Linked DNA regions of Mus musculus: region 2 is linked to region 1. A link is a contact called in public Hi-C data. All regions are on one chromosome and are shown on one strand. The core of a region is the stretch at or near the end of the contact, and the rest is flanking DNA. Distances in the headings are between cores, read along the strand shown. Region 1 overlaps Gm30957 (predicted gene, 30957). Region 2 overlaps Gm13218 (a long non-coding RNA gene).

What was found. A called contact is a pair of places that touch in the nucleus more often than the background predicts.
Region 2: a contact with region 1 is called in a Hi-C map of Th2 cells, with 2.2 times the contacts expected there. The contact joins two enhancer-like sites. A contact is called at or near these places in 2 of 484 Hi-C or Micro-C datasets (Th2 cells and group 2 innate lymphoid cells) and 1 of 115 datasets of contacts at active chromatin or transcription factors (astrocytes).

Annotation. Positions count from the first base shown.
Region 1 is chr2:8,961,837-8,968,055 of GRCm38.p6, forward strand. All of the region lies in intron 1 of Gm30957 (predicted gene, 30957), which reads left to right. Among named protein-coding and RNA genes, the nearest start is that of Gm30957, 18 kb to the left of the region's middle. Within about 2 kb of position 3,290, at least 6 of the 459 cell types and tissues checked have an H3K27ac peak or open chromatin away from gene starts, as enhancers often do. A contact at or near this core is called in Th2 cells, where this site is marked.
Region 2 is chr2:9,585,520-9,591,738 of GRCm38.p6, forward strand. Gm13218 (a long non-coding RNA gene) reads right to left here. Exons shown (of 2, transcript XR_001783609.1): 2 at 5,699-5,827. Among named protein-coding and RNA genes, the nearest start is that of Gm13218, 4.3 kb to the right of the region's middle. Within about 2 kb of position 2,217, at least 5 of the 459 cell types and tissues checked have an H3K27ac peak or open chromatin away from gene starts, as enhancers often do. A contact at or near this core is called in Th2 cells, where this site is marked.

The DNA.
Region 1 (6,219 bases), core at 2,040-4,539:
TTACTGAAAATGCCATAATATATTGTTATTAAGAAATAGAAAATATAGTTGAGGAAGCTGAGATTTTCATTGAAATACATTTTTTAAATTTCTAAGTTATAATGAACACAATGTTCAGAACCGCATTCACTTGAACTTCAAGTTCAAACAAGAAAAACACCTCCTGCCCAAGCAGCAGGCAATAGCAGAATCATGATTTTCACGACTGTAATGTAGTCAAAATCTGCAGTCAAACCACAACTTCAAAGACACCCAGGTTACTTAACATTGATTAGTTTTAAATGCAAGTGTGACCGAGGTCCACTCTCACCAGAAAACAAAATATGAAGTTATTACAAAGCTTGCATGTGACTTGCCTAGCCTAATGTTGTTGTCTCAATGCTATAAGTCTTCTTGAAGTCCAAGATGAGAAAGGTTTTATGTAGCTGATCCCATGTACTGTAGAATCAAGAGGTATCATAATCTATAATTCCTAAATTTTGTTTCATTTGTTATACATTTTGAGGTTTGACCTTAACATTTTTTTTCAGAAAGTTACATGTAATCTCCTGTATGGCTTAGCTGATTATTTATAACTAAAGAACATCAAACAGACTAATTCTTAATTTATGTTCGCATTTCTGTGATTTAAACCTTGGGACTTGCATGTGGCAGACACACACTCTGCCAATGAGCTACAGCAAAATATCTTCAATATTTTTCATATCTCTAAACAAACCCATGTTTATTTGGATATTCAAGACAAACTATTTCTTCCTAAACATTTTTAAAGTATTTAAAAATTTGCATAGGAAAATAAGCAGTGGGATTTATAGATATTTCAGTCCATAGAAGAGTTTGGTAATACAGCATTTGGGTTCCCAGGTGTTGGAGTTCCATAGAAAAGTTCAGTCATTCTTTGCCCTGAGCAAGGTCTTAAATTTTAATTATGCGTAATAAACTCAAGCATATTTAATCCGTATATTTCATGATTCATTTACACTTCAATCACTATGTTGTTATTTTGAAAAAAATCATTTGATGTCTATAAGCTCTCTGAGCCTTTAATACATGCTTATAAAACTCAATCCTCCCCCCCCCCACACACACACATACAAACGCACACAGTATTTGAAAATAGATTATTATATTTTGCCCAAGGTACAAAAAACAAATCCAAATGCTTATATTTAGGGTGTGGTTCTGGCCTTAATACTATATGTCATGTGCTATTGAAATCTATTTCTAAGAGATACTTTGTTTAGAAGGCATATGTAAGCTAAACATTTAAGATAACTATTCTTTGGGACTCACATGACTAACCACATAGCCAATGTAGTGATTAACTAAAGGTCTAAAACTATGTGATGATTTCTGCACTGCATTTTATTAGTGGTATCTGCAGGGAAAGTTCCATCCATTCACATTATTTCATTCCTTTCTGATAGACAAAATATCCATATATCTGTTACACTTCCTTGCATTGGTCTCAAATATATCATAAGCATAGAGACAATTAATTTTTTATTTTCACATCCTTTCTTCCAAAACAATTTTTCATACTCTCACTCTCCTTTTTTCTCAAGTGATCATTTTTTCCTCTATATGTTTGTTTCCAGTTTGCATTAAGGATCTCTTCACCTGTCCTCTTGAAAGTTAGAACTGCAATACAGTGAGAAGAGTCTTATTTATTATTCTGGACATGTAAGTTATAAAATCCTGGAATGCCCATCTATATAGATTGCTGTTATCCACTCTTGAGTTCAAACACTTATAAATGAATTACATTTCTAGATGCCTAATTGTCTCCTTATTTCTATTCTTAGCAGTTTCTTTATATGCATTCACCAATTCATTTCTATATATACCCAAATAATCTTCAAAAATAAAAATTTTACCTTGACATTCTTCATTGGGTGGTTCCCCAGTGCTTTCAAGTAAAAGAAAACCATTACCTTCCAAACCTTGGGCGTGTGTTCACTCTCACATTATGTACTAGATAATGGAGAAGTACCTCATGGAGGAAGAGCATTTGGGGGAAGAGACACTTGGTTTTGGTTTATTGGGAGGCTTTTATATATATAATATTGTTACTCTCCATGATTACCTCATGTAACAGAATTGTTCTTAGTTTATGTGTCGTGGTTATAGTCTATGAAATAACTGTCCTGTAATAGAATGTAACTGTTATCATTTGTGTGGAGTGATTATAGTCTCTAAAATAGCTATAGATTCTAGACTAGAAAGCATCTACACACTTCTCACAGGAAAATGCAGGGCAAGTCCATAGAAGTCTCTGGTTGCATTTTATTAGCCAGTCAATACATAGCTGTGTTTTAAGTGTGTTCCTATGCTGGGACACCACACTTAACATATATTGTTTTTTAAGAAGTAACCCTGAGTTTATGGCCAAAAGCCCTGTAACTAACACTTGAACAAAACTCATGCAACAAATGTTCCTTTGATAAGAGACATCAGAGCTGCACATGCTTAAGAATACCACACAGCACTAGATCGCTTTTCTTTCCAGCTACTGGAGAAAGTCAAATCAATACATAAAAGTGCAAAATAAGAAAAAATATGACACTAAATGGATCACTAAAGCAACATCTGTTTACAGTTGTTGCAAAACAAAAGCAAAAGAAAACAAAACAAAAACAACAGAAAACAACCCAATTTTCCTCAGCAGGTTGAGGTTAAACACTTGCCATGGACCACTATTTGGCAATAAAGGCATATACTTCCATCCGCCAAAACCCTGATGAGTCTCTGAAGAACAACACTAAGTGGATAAAAATGAACTTCAAAAGTCACACAATACAATTCTCTTATGTGCCGTTCCTGAAATAAGAGAAGTATGGGAATGCAATAGGTTAGAGGTTGCTAAGGGTTAGTGTGGGAATGGAGACAAGCAGGAAGTTGGTCTGGCTATTATCAGGCCAACAGAAAAGAATTGTACAGTAAAAGAAATGTTCTGTATCTTGCCTGTCTGTGTCATTGCTCTGCTGTTTTGCAAGATGCTACTAAGTGGGGAAGCTGAATATACTGGACACATGATTCTTCTCTATTGTTATAAATAGGAAAATACTTGGTAGAAACCATGGTTTTTCCAATGGGATCATATTAAGATCATTACCTCTTTTGGTTTGTGCAAAGTTTACTCTTCTGTAATAAAGTCAACTGATATCTGCATGACACACAGCAATAATGAACTTGGTTTAAAAAAAATTTGAGCCTGTGGTTTAAACTATGTAGAGCAATGAGTTGACTGACTTTAGGGGATTTTCCCCATGTTTGAAGCAGATATGCTGATATCCTGTATGCATATCCAGAAATGATTATTCAAGTGCAAATTAATGTCATACCCCACACATTCAAACCTACTCTGACTCTGGTTCCTTTGCCCTCTCACCCATAAGCACATCAAAGCCACTTTGTAACGGAAGTAATAGAACTTTGGTAACTAGGAAAGGCAAGAGAATATTCTGCAGAATACTGCCTTTTAGCCCTCCCTTCTACCTCAAAAAATACCTAAAACCAGGTGGGTGGCTTCAAATTTAAGTATGGGGGAAAAACAAGTTCTAAGAACTTAGAGGGTTTGGTACCCATTTGGAAAGATATGGGCTATTTTTAGATGGAAGGAGGATGTGGTGGTTAACTTGAGCCTAAGCCATGTGAATCCAGTCACTGCACTTTCCAGATCAAAAGGCATTGTTATATGCTACTGCACTACTGAAATATAGGTAGTGATGGGAAACTCATTTTCATTTTAACTGGAAAGCTATCCAATGTTAATGAAAGACATATCATATAAAGCAGAGACAGAAAAGTTACCTCAAAATGTCATTGATGCAAGGCATTTTAAGCATAAATTCTTAAAAGCAATTTGGTAATTCAGTTGGCCACTTAGGGGTATGCACATGGTATATGTGTTCCTATGTGCATGTGTGTAAGAATGTGTGTGTGTGTGTGTGTGTGTGTGTGTGTGTGTGTGTGTGTGTGTGTGTGTTTAGGCCAGAAGTCAATTCTGGGTGTATTGCTTAATCACTGTTCATCATATTTTTGAGGTATGGTCTCTCACTGAAACTGCAACTCACAGATTCAGGTAGGCTGCCTGGCAAATAAAAGCCAGGAATCTACCTGTCTCCCTCCCATCTCATTGCTGAGGTTACATGCATACATCATGCTACCTTGTCCTTCATATGAGTACTGGGCATTGAACTGAGGTCTTTATGCTGGAGAGAAAGAGTTTACAGACTGAACCATTGTCTCAACCCCAGAGAATTATACATTTTAAATATTAAGAATGGCTACCTCCTACATATCAAACAGTAAATAGATATAGAGCTAATTTGTTCTGAGTCTTCATAGTAACAATATATTCTTTAGAGGGCTAGAGAAACGATTTAGTAGATAAGAGCACTTGTTTCTGCAGAGTCCCTGTATTCAATTTCCAGCATCCACATAGTGGCTGACAACTATCTGTAACTCTAGTTCTTGGGGATCCTATGACATATTCTGTCCTCCATGTATACCAAGCTGTATGTAGTATACATACATGCATACATACATACATACATACATACATACAGGCAAAACATTCACATAAAATAAACAAACACAACACTGTATTTAAACTGACTGTAAGCATGCATTCTCTTTCACTGATGAGCTCTGGAGTTTTTACTCAAGTCATTCTTTGCTTTGCAGCTACACTATGGAAACTGGAAGTCTCAACAGTTCTAGCCCCAGTCATATATTCTTCAGTGTTGTTGCCATATTACTCTTTTCCCAACTTCTATCCAATAAACAAGCTGAGCTCTCTGCCTTACTCTGCAGTCATTTTTGCCTGCTTTAATCATGTCTGAGCCGAATAAGTAAAAATCAAGAGATATTCTTTTATCCCATGATAAATGGAACATGAGAGCAATAAAAGAAGATGTCCGTGTAGCATTATAAGGCAAACTCACATTCTCAGATAGAAATACCACCTAATCACCTTTACCCCTTGTTTTTATCCAGCTATTGAATATGAGTAGTCATTCTGATACTTCAAAATATTTGGAAAATTAAACAATATTTGGGAGTAAGTTGCATGAGAGATGCAAACAAGAGCATTGATTTGACTCATGTACTTGAGTTTTATCAATAGCAGATGTGTTACTCTGGTTTTGATATAAGTTTTCAATTAGATCTTCATACAGTAGATGTTAATAGTTAGAGAATAAACAAAACTACTAGCGATCTACTCACTGAATATTCTCCATGAGCTCCCAAGTCTAAGCACTGCTTTGATCACATAGCGATACCTTTTTTCCATATAATTACTTCATTGATAGAGCCAGAAGGTTGGCATAGATGATATGTTATAATATAAAATATATTGCACAAAATCCTCATGCAATAATCCTTATTTTTATGTATATAGCTTATTCACATGAAATAAAACTCACTTTTTACTATCTTAGCCCAACTATGTACACCAATATTTCTTTCCTCAGACAGACTACAAAGAATTAATAAGAAAATATAAATCAAAATACCCTTGAGCTTACCCTTGGATTAAGGATAAACTTATGCCTTCCGTCCAAAGTGTTCAGACTGAGTAACATTCTCTCTGTGTTCTGTACATGCAGAGTTGGTTACTCTTTATAGAACACATCTTCTTCCTAATTAATTAAGGCTTGAAATACTGAAGCCAGAGTCCCTTACCTTTTGTAGTTGCCTACAAGTCCAAGTTCCTCAGACTGAGGTTCCCCTTCTCTTCCCCTACCTCTCTCCTTGACTCCTTATTCCCTATGAATCACATGCATCACATACATGCATCTACAAACATATATTCACTTGTTATCATTTTGTTTTATTGTTCATCTCAAAATGTCAAATGTCTTTGTTCATCTTTGAAAATAATTCCCAGCCAGTCTGACATCCAGGATTCTTGGAAATGAGTATTATTGTTCACACAAAGAAATATCTCCCCTCACATACTTTATGCTAAAACACAGAGTTGCCTGAAACCCTGCATGATTGTAGTGCAGGGAGCCTGTGGTACGTTTGCAACACAAATACAGCCTTTGTGTTCCTATTTGGAAATGGTCATTGTCTTCAAAGAAGATATTTGGAAGACATGATACTGATTTCTCAATGTATCATTTCCTCAATGATGAAACTGATGTGTTATTTTATAGTAAAGTACATTAACTGTAGAATGTAGCAGAAAAGAAGATAAAGAGACTAGAA
Region 2 (6,219 bases), core at 967-3,466, 620 kb after region 1:
CTTTAACCATGCAGTGGTATCTGGGAAGTTTAAAAAAAAAAATCAGCCAAGAAAGCAATAGGATTTTCCTGGATAAGTAAGAGAAAAACAAATGGTAGCAATATAGACAAATAACCTTTTAAAGAAAAGGCCATGGAGAGTAAAGAAACTCAAGCAAAAGAGTTTGAAACCCCAAAGGAAGCAAGTGTACTGGAAACTTAGAAAGAGCCTTTTGGATGTGGAGATATTGGATATATAATGAGATAAAAGGGGCCATCAAGAATGTCACTTTCCCAAAAGGATGGGAAGGGGTTGTGTGTGAAATAAGGACAGAGCTATTGAAGGGCTAACTCCAAGGAGCAGAAAGAAGGAAGAAGTCGTGGGTAAGGGCCAAAACAAGCAAATAATCAAAAAAGCCACCACCTTTTCCATGTCTGGAATACCTGAACGTTGAAGGAGTTTCCATCTGATAGCTTTTGTTTTATTTATGACATAGGAGACAAGGTATTCAGCTGGGATAGATGAAGCAAGAGGGGTCAGGAAAGGGGTCAGATGTTTAAATGGTAGAGAGCATTTGAAAGAGTCATTCTGGAAACTGAGGAAGCTAGCTAACCCAGAAATGCGATGAAGTGGCAGAGCTATGATATCCCATTCGAGACCTGTTACATGAATTTAGAGCAACACCAAATGCTTGATTGTTTCAATTTCAAGAACAGAATATCTGAGTGCTAGACTCCTAACCCTTGGTTCTTTTTAACCCATCCATCTCTTCTATTAACATCTCTTCTATGAAAGAGAGAGTAAAGGATATACCCTATGTTGAGCAATTACATACATTAATAATTTTACATTTGCAACTCCTTATGTGGCACTATATCTGTCTTATGAAGAGAGAACAGAAGATCAGTTTTATGAACTGTGGTTTGAAATCAAAAGCAAACCCCATTGTTGTTAGGTTATTTGCCGTGGTCCTTCTCCCAGAGAACTGAATGTGAAGCCAATCCCACCCCAAAGATGTCTCAAACCATCTGTTTCCAGAGGTTCTCAAGGTTTCCAAGTTAATGATGTCCTAGCTGCCATGCTCAGCTTAAGACCAGAGGATGAAACAAGTCAACCCTTTTCTCGGTATCACCTACGCTTTTAACCAGAAGACTCCGTGAACTGAAGTCTACCCAGCCACCACATTCCACACAGCAACCCAACTATATTGTGTGAAGCTGAGCCGTGGCTTTGACAAAATAGCAAATGATAAGAAGGATATTTTCATAAGCCAGAACCCAAGAATGGCAACAATGGATCACTTGTCACCCCACTGCACCGTCTCTCTCCCCCCACCCCCCGCCCCCGGCCCCAAGTAAGGCAGGATGATAGGCCTTGTATTGGTTTCCTAAGGAAATCAGGTGAAATTATCCTAAATCTAGAAGCATCCATAATCTGTACTACATCTAACATGGGCTCCAGGCAGCTGAGAGCAATAGGTGGGAGACTCCAGCTCGGCTTAATGTTGATGAGAAGCTTCTAATTACAGAGAAAACTTTTGGTTGTTCACAGTGAGTGATTCCCTCTCCAAGACATCTCAGTATAGATACATCGAGATTTCAACATGATTAACGGTTATTTTATAGACTTATGGATAACACATGTTTCAGCTGGTGATGTTAAAATACTGTCTATGATACTCAGAGTTAGAATGTGGTCCTCTCAAGAACTCCATCACTCTTACCCACTTGCTAAGATTCTTCTCCTCCAAGCTTACCTTTGAGTTCCAGTTGGTGAAATACAGTCTTGTGATGCTTGTGTCTTGGTTACTAGGTGAAAACCGAAGGCCAGCCCTGACACTCAACCCCCAACATCCTAAGGGTTTTTTTTTTCATTTCTCAAGAACCTGGACATGGTCATTCTAGCCTAACACTCATAGTTCAGAGATGAAACAACAAGAGAGCTAGAAAACTAGACTCACTTGTCCAAAACCACACAGCCAGCTAGGCAATGGGCATAGACTAGCAGCCCTCTTGTACCGCTAAGAAGACTTCTGTTCTAAACAGGGAGTGGCAAATGAACTTGAAAGGATCGACTAGTAATTCAGGACTCTGGAAATGACGCTAAGGAAATTAAAGAGAAAACTTAGAAATGGAAAGAAGCAATAAAAGTCAAATGTCTCTTCCTGATACAACAACTTAAAAGATGTTAAGATGTAAGATGTTAGTGTGCTGATGCTGCTACTACTGCTGCTGCTGCTACTGAGGCTGCAGCTGTGGCTGCCACCACAAACATTGCTGCCCCTGCTGTTCCAGTTGGGTGAGCAAGAGCCCTATACTCAAACAGCTCACACTCCATATTCTTTGGAAGGAACTGGTCAGAGGAAAGAGAGCAAAACCCTTTCTCTTGTACTTTTACAAATGGAACTTCTACTTGCTTCTACTAACAAAAGGGGTATGGGAGGTACAGGAGGAGTCTCCCTGTGAAGGTACACTTTAAAGCAGGGATACAGCACTTATCCCATAGGACTATCTAGCTGTGAACCATTAGCCCTCAAAACTGATCTGCTAACCATGGCCTTGGTGCAACAACAGTAAATGTCCTTTAAGAACCCATTGATGATCTTTGGGAAGATACTCAAAGGATCAATCATTTATAAAATGTGACTTCCATTGTCAGTGACAAATCACGCTCCAGTCCTTGCTGCATGTAATCTCACCCCCTTGTTTACCACATTCAAACATGCCTTCATGAAATAAGCTAAAGAGGCTTCACTCTGTAGAGTCCAAACTATGAAGTTATTCATCCCTGTGAATTTGAACCTGGGAGTCCCTCCCACAGGCCACTTCAAACTCACCAAAGGTGAACATGATTGTAGAGGGGACGGTTCACCACCATGGAGTTCAAATTCCTCAGCAAACACGCCCACATCTGGGTTTCTCTTCTCCATCCCTTTTCATTCTAGTTCTTCTAGATCTTCTAGTCATTCATTCATTCATTCATTCGGTTTTGGAAGAACCTCAGTCTTACTTCCCATGAGGAATCAAAAGCAATCAAACCCATGGAAGGGCACCGAGGAAGACAGTTGCCAGTTATGGAGAAAGAGCAAGTGGGAGTTATTTTGGGGGTACAGACTTTCAGTTAAGGCAAGATGAGAAGATCTAAAAGGCCACTTACAATACAATGCCTATAATGAGCAATCCTGTAGGGTAGATTTCATACAATGTGACAGTTTCCCAAAATGTTTTAAATAAAATTATTACTATCATCATCATTATTATTAGTGTGTTTGGGGGGGGGGTCTGTGTCTGTGTGTGTCTGTGTGTGCCTGTGTGTGTCTGTGTGTGTCTGTGTGTGCCTGTGTGTGCCTCTGTGTGTGTGTCTGTGTGTGTGTGTGTGTGTGTTGAGACTCTGTAACCCAGGATGACCAGGAATTTATTATGCAGCCCAAGCTAGCCTTGATTCATAGCAATTCTCCTGCCTCAGTATTACAAGGGCTGAGATTTTTGTAGTGTGGCACCACTCTGTAGCCTTGCCTTGCCTTGCCTTGCCTTGCCTTGCCTTGCCTTGCCTTGCCTTGCCTTGCCTTGCCTTGCCTTTTCTTTTCCTTCCTTTTCTTTTCCTTCCTTTTCTTTTCCTTCTTTTTCCTTTCTTTTCTTTTCTTTTCTTTTCTTTTCCTTTCTTTATTTTTCCTTTAAAGATAAAATAATGAATTTTTGTACAAGTGATAAGTATAGTAGACAGAGCACTGACACCCACTTAGAGGTACCTCTGGAGCTTTGAGTTTTCAGAACTGAGCTCAGATTAGTTGAAGAATCCAGAACACAATCTGAGGTCCTATTATACCAGGAGAGCTGTGCTTAGCCCTGTTTATTTAATGTCAAAGGCCAGAGCTCTTATTGTTGTAAAGTGGAATAGTTGTTTCTCAAACAGGAATACTTTTCTGCCAAGAGGTCATAGGTGACCACATGTTCACAGGTACATTGCAACCAGAAGTCAACACTGGGAAACACCTTGAAGATTAAAAGAATGCAAACCAGGCCAGCACCTACCTTGGGTCAGCCTCTCCACAGACCCAAGTGCTGGTATGAACTGTGTTAAAACTTTCAGTTGTCCCAGCCAGCAAGACATCTAGTTTCTGAATAAAAGGTTTATCTCCATTTTGCCATTTCTCATTCATGCCCCAAGCCAAAGAGCTCAGTGGCCAAAACTGTTTGACCTTCTCATCGGTATTTTCCTTCATAAAACAAGAGTTACAAGACTACTGTATTTACATCGAAAATATTTTTTGTTGGCATAGGACCTCAAATAGTCCAGGCAGGCTAGCCTCACCATGTAGCCAAAGCTAGTCTTAAATTCTTGATCATCCTTCCTCTATCACCCTAAATATTGCTTTTATTAAAAAATAATAATAATAACATATGGATATACACCTTTTCCTGGAGACTTAATAAAACTGCTCTTAGTTTGGAGAACAAAAGAAAGTTCAAACATTTTTTTTGTTTTGTTTTGTTTTGTTTTGTTTTGTTTTCCTGAAAATTGCCCCAGAGGGGAAATAACCAGAAGGAAATGAGAAGGAAGGGAAAGGTCATAGCAGACGTGTGTAGAAATTAACAAGAGGTTTCCAGGAAGTCAATAGTGCTTTAAGAATCTCAAAATCAGACCCAATCCCATTGTAGTCTATCACATTTCTCTACAAGCTTGCTTCATGTGTGAAAGCAGTCTCTTAACCTTGCATATGAGAGAGCAGGTCACTGTGTTTTCCAGTTAGACCTTTGAGCACCACCATCTCCATAGGTAACAATTGACAGGCACCCAGGAAAAAAACTGATCCCCTACTCTTTAAGTTAACAGAGCTCTGTCACCAGGAGATGAACTTCCAGACAAGAGGCTCAGCCTGACTCCCTGGTTGACCAGATGACTTTGGGAGCATCCCCTAACTTGCTTCCTCTGTATGCACATCTTCAAATCAGAGATAAGGATGTACAGTCCAAAGGTCAAGATTGAAACTCAGGGGAAGTGTATGAAAAGTAAAACTCCAACAAAGGTAATTGAGATCTAGAATACACTGTCTGCTGGGACACACGGGCTTCAGAAAGTATGTCTCTAATAAGAAATAGCTATCATAAATATCTGGCTTAACCCAGCCTGTCTCTTTCAAGGCAAACTGTCTGATGTCAGGGGCTGGGAAAATAGAAAGCTGGGCCAGCTGACAAAGGCTTTGCAAGCAGGAGAACCTCAGTTTGATTCCCAGAACCCACTTTTTTTTTTTAAAGACCAGATATGGAGACGTGCATTCTTATAGTCCGTGAAGGAAGGAGAGACAGGCAGACTCCGGAGGCTTACATGAGCCAGACAGCCTGACGACTTGTCAGCAAGTAGTCAACCTAATAAGGGCCTGCCTCGAAGTAAAAATGGTTGATTCCTGAGGACCAACTGCCGAGGCTGTTCTCCGACCTCCACATGCAGATACACACACACACACACACACACACACACACACACACACACACTACACATATGTATGCACCTGCACATATGCGCACGCACAAACACATACACACACACACACATTCGCAAGATAGAATATAAAAAAAATTTATAGCCAGAGCAAATCTGTAAACCCATTATGAAGAAAGATCACGAGTTTTCAACCAGTCTGAAGAAAAAAGAAAAGTTAGAGGGAGCCTTGTTTAACCTTAGCTATAAGAATGATTAAATACACCGTTCAGTCTGAATATAAATATAAACAATATTTACTAAGAGTATGATCTTCTGAGTTAGGCTGTAGAATTTGAATCTAGATTTTACTTCTTCCTTGCTGTGTCCCATGCTTCTCTGTAAAATGTGGATGATACCATAGAAGTTTCTGAAAAAAAAAAAAAAGTCTTTTAGTTACTTAAAAAATGAGGGGGCTGGAAAGATGGCTCAGTGGTTAAGAGCATTGGTTACTCTCCCAGAGGTCCTAAGTTCAATTCCCAGCAACCACATGGTGGCTCACAACCATCTGTAATGGGATCTGATGCCCTCATCTGGTGTGTCTGAAGACAGAGACAGTTTACTCATATACCTTAAATAAATAAATAATCGACTTCAGGGGAAGAATTCTTATTTTGGCTCACAGTTCAAGGTCCTTCACAGAGAAGGAAGTCACGCAGCAGGCTCACGTGGTATCCTCAGGCAAGACTACAATGCAACAAATGTTTATGCTCAGCTCACTTCCTGTCTTTGATACAACCCAGGATCCTAGCCCAGGGAATG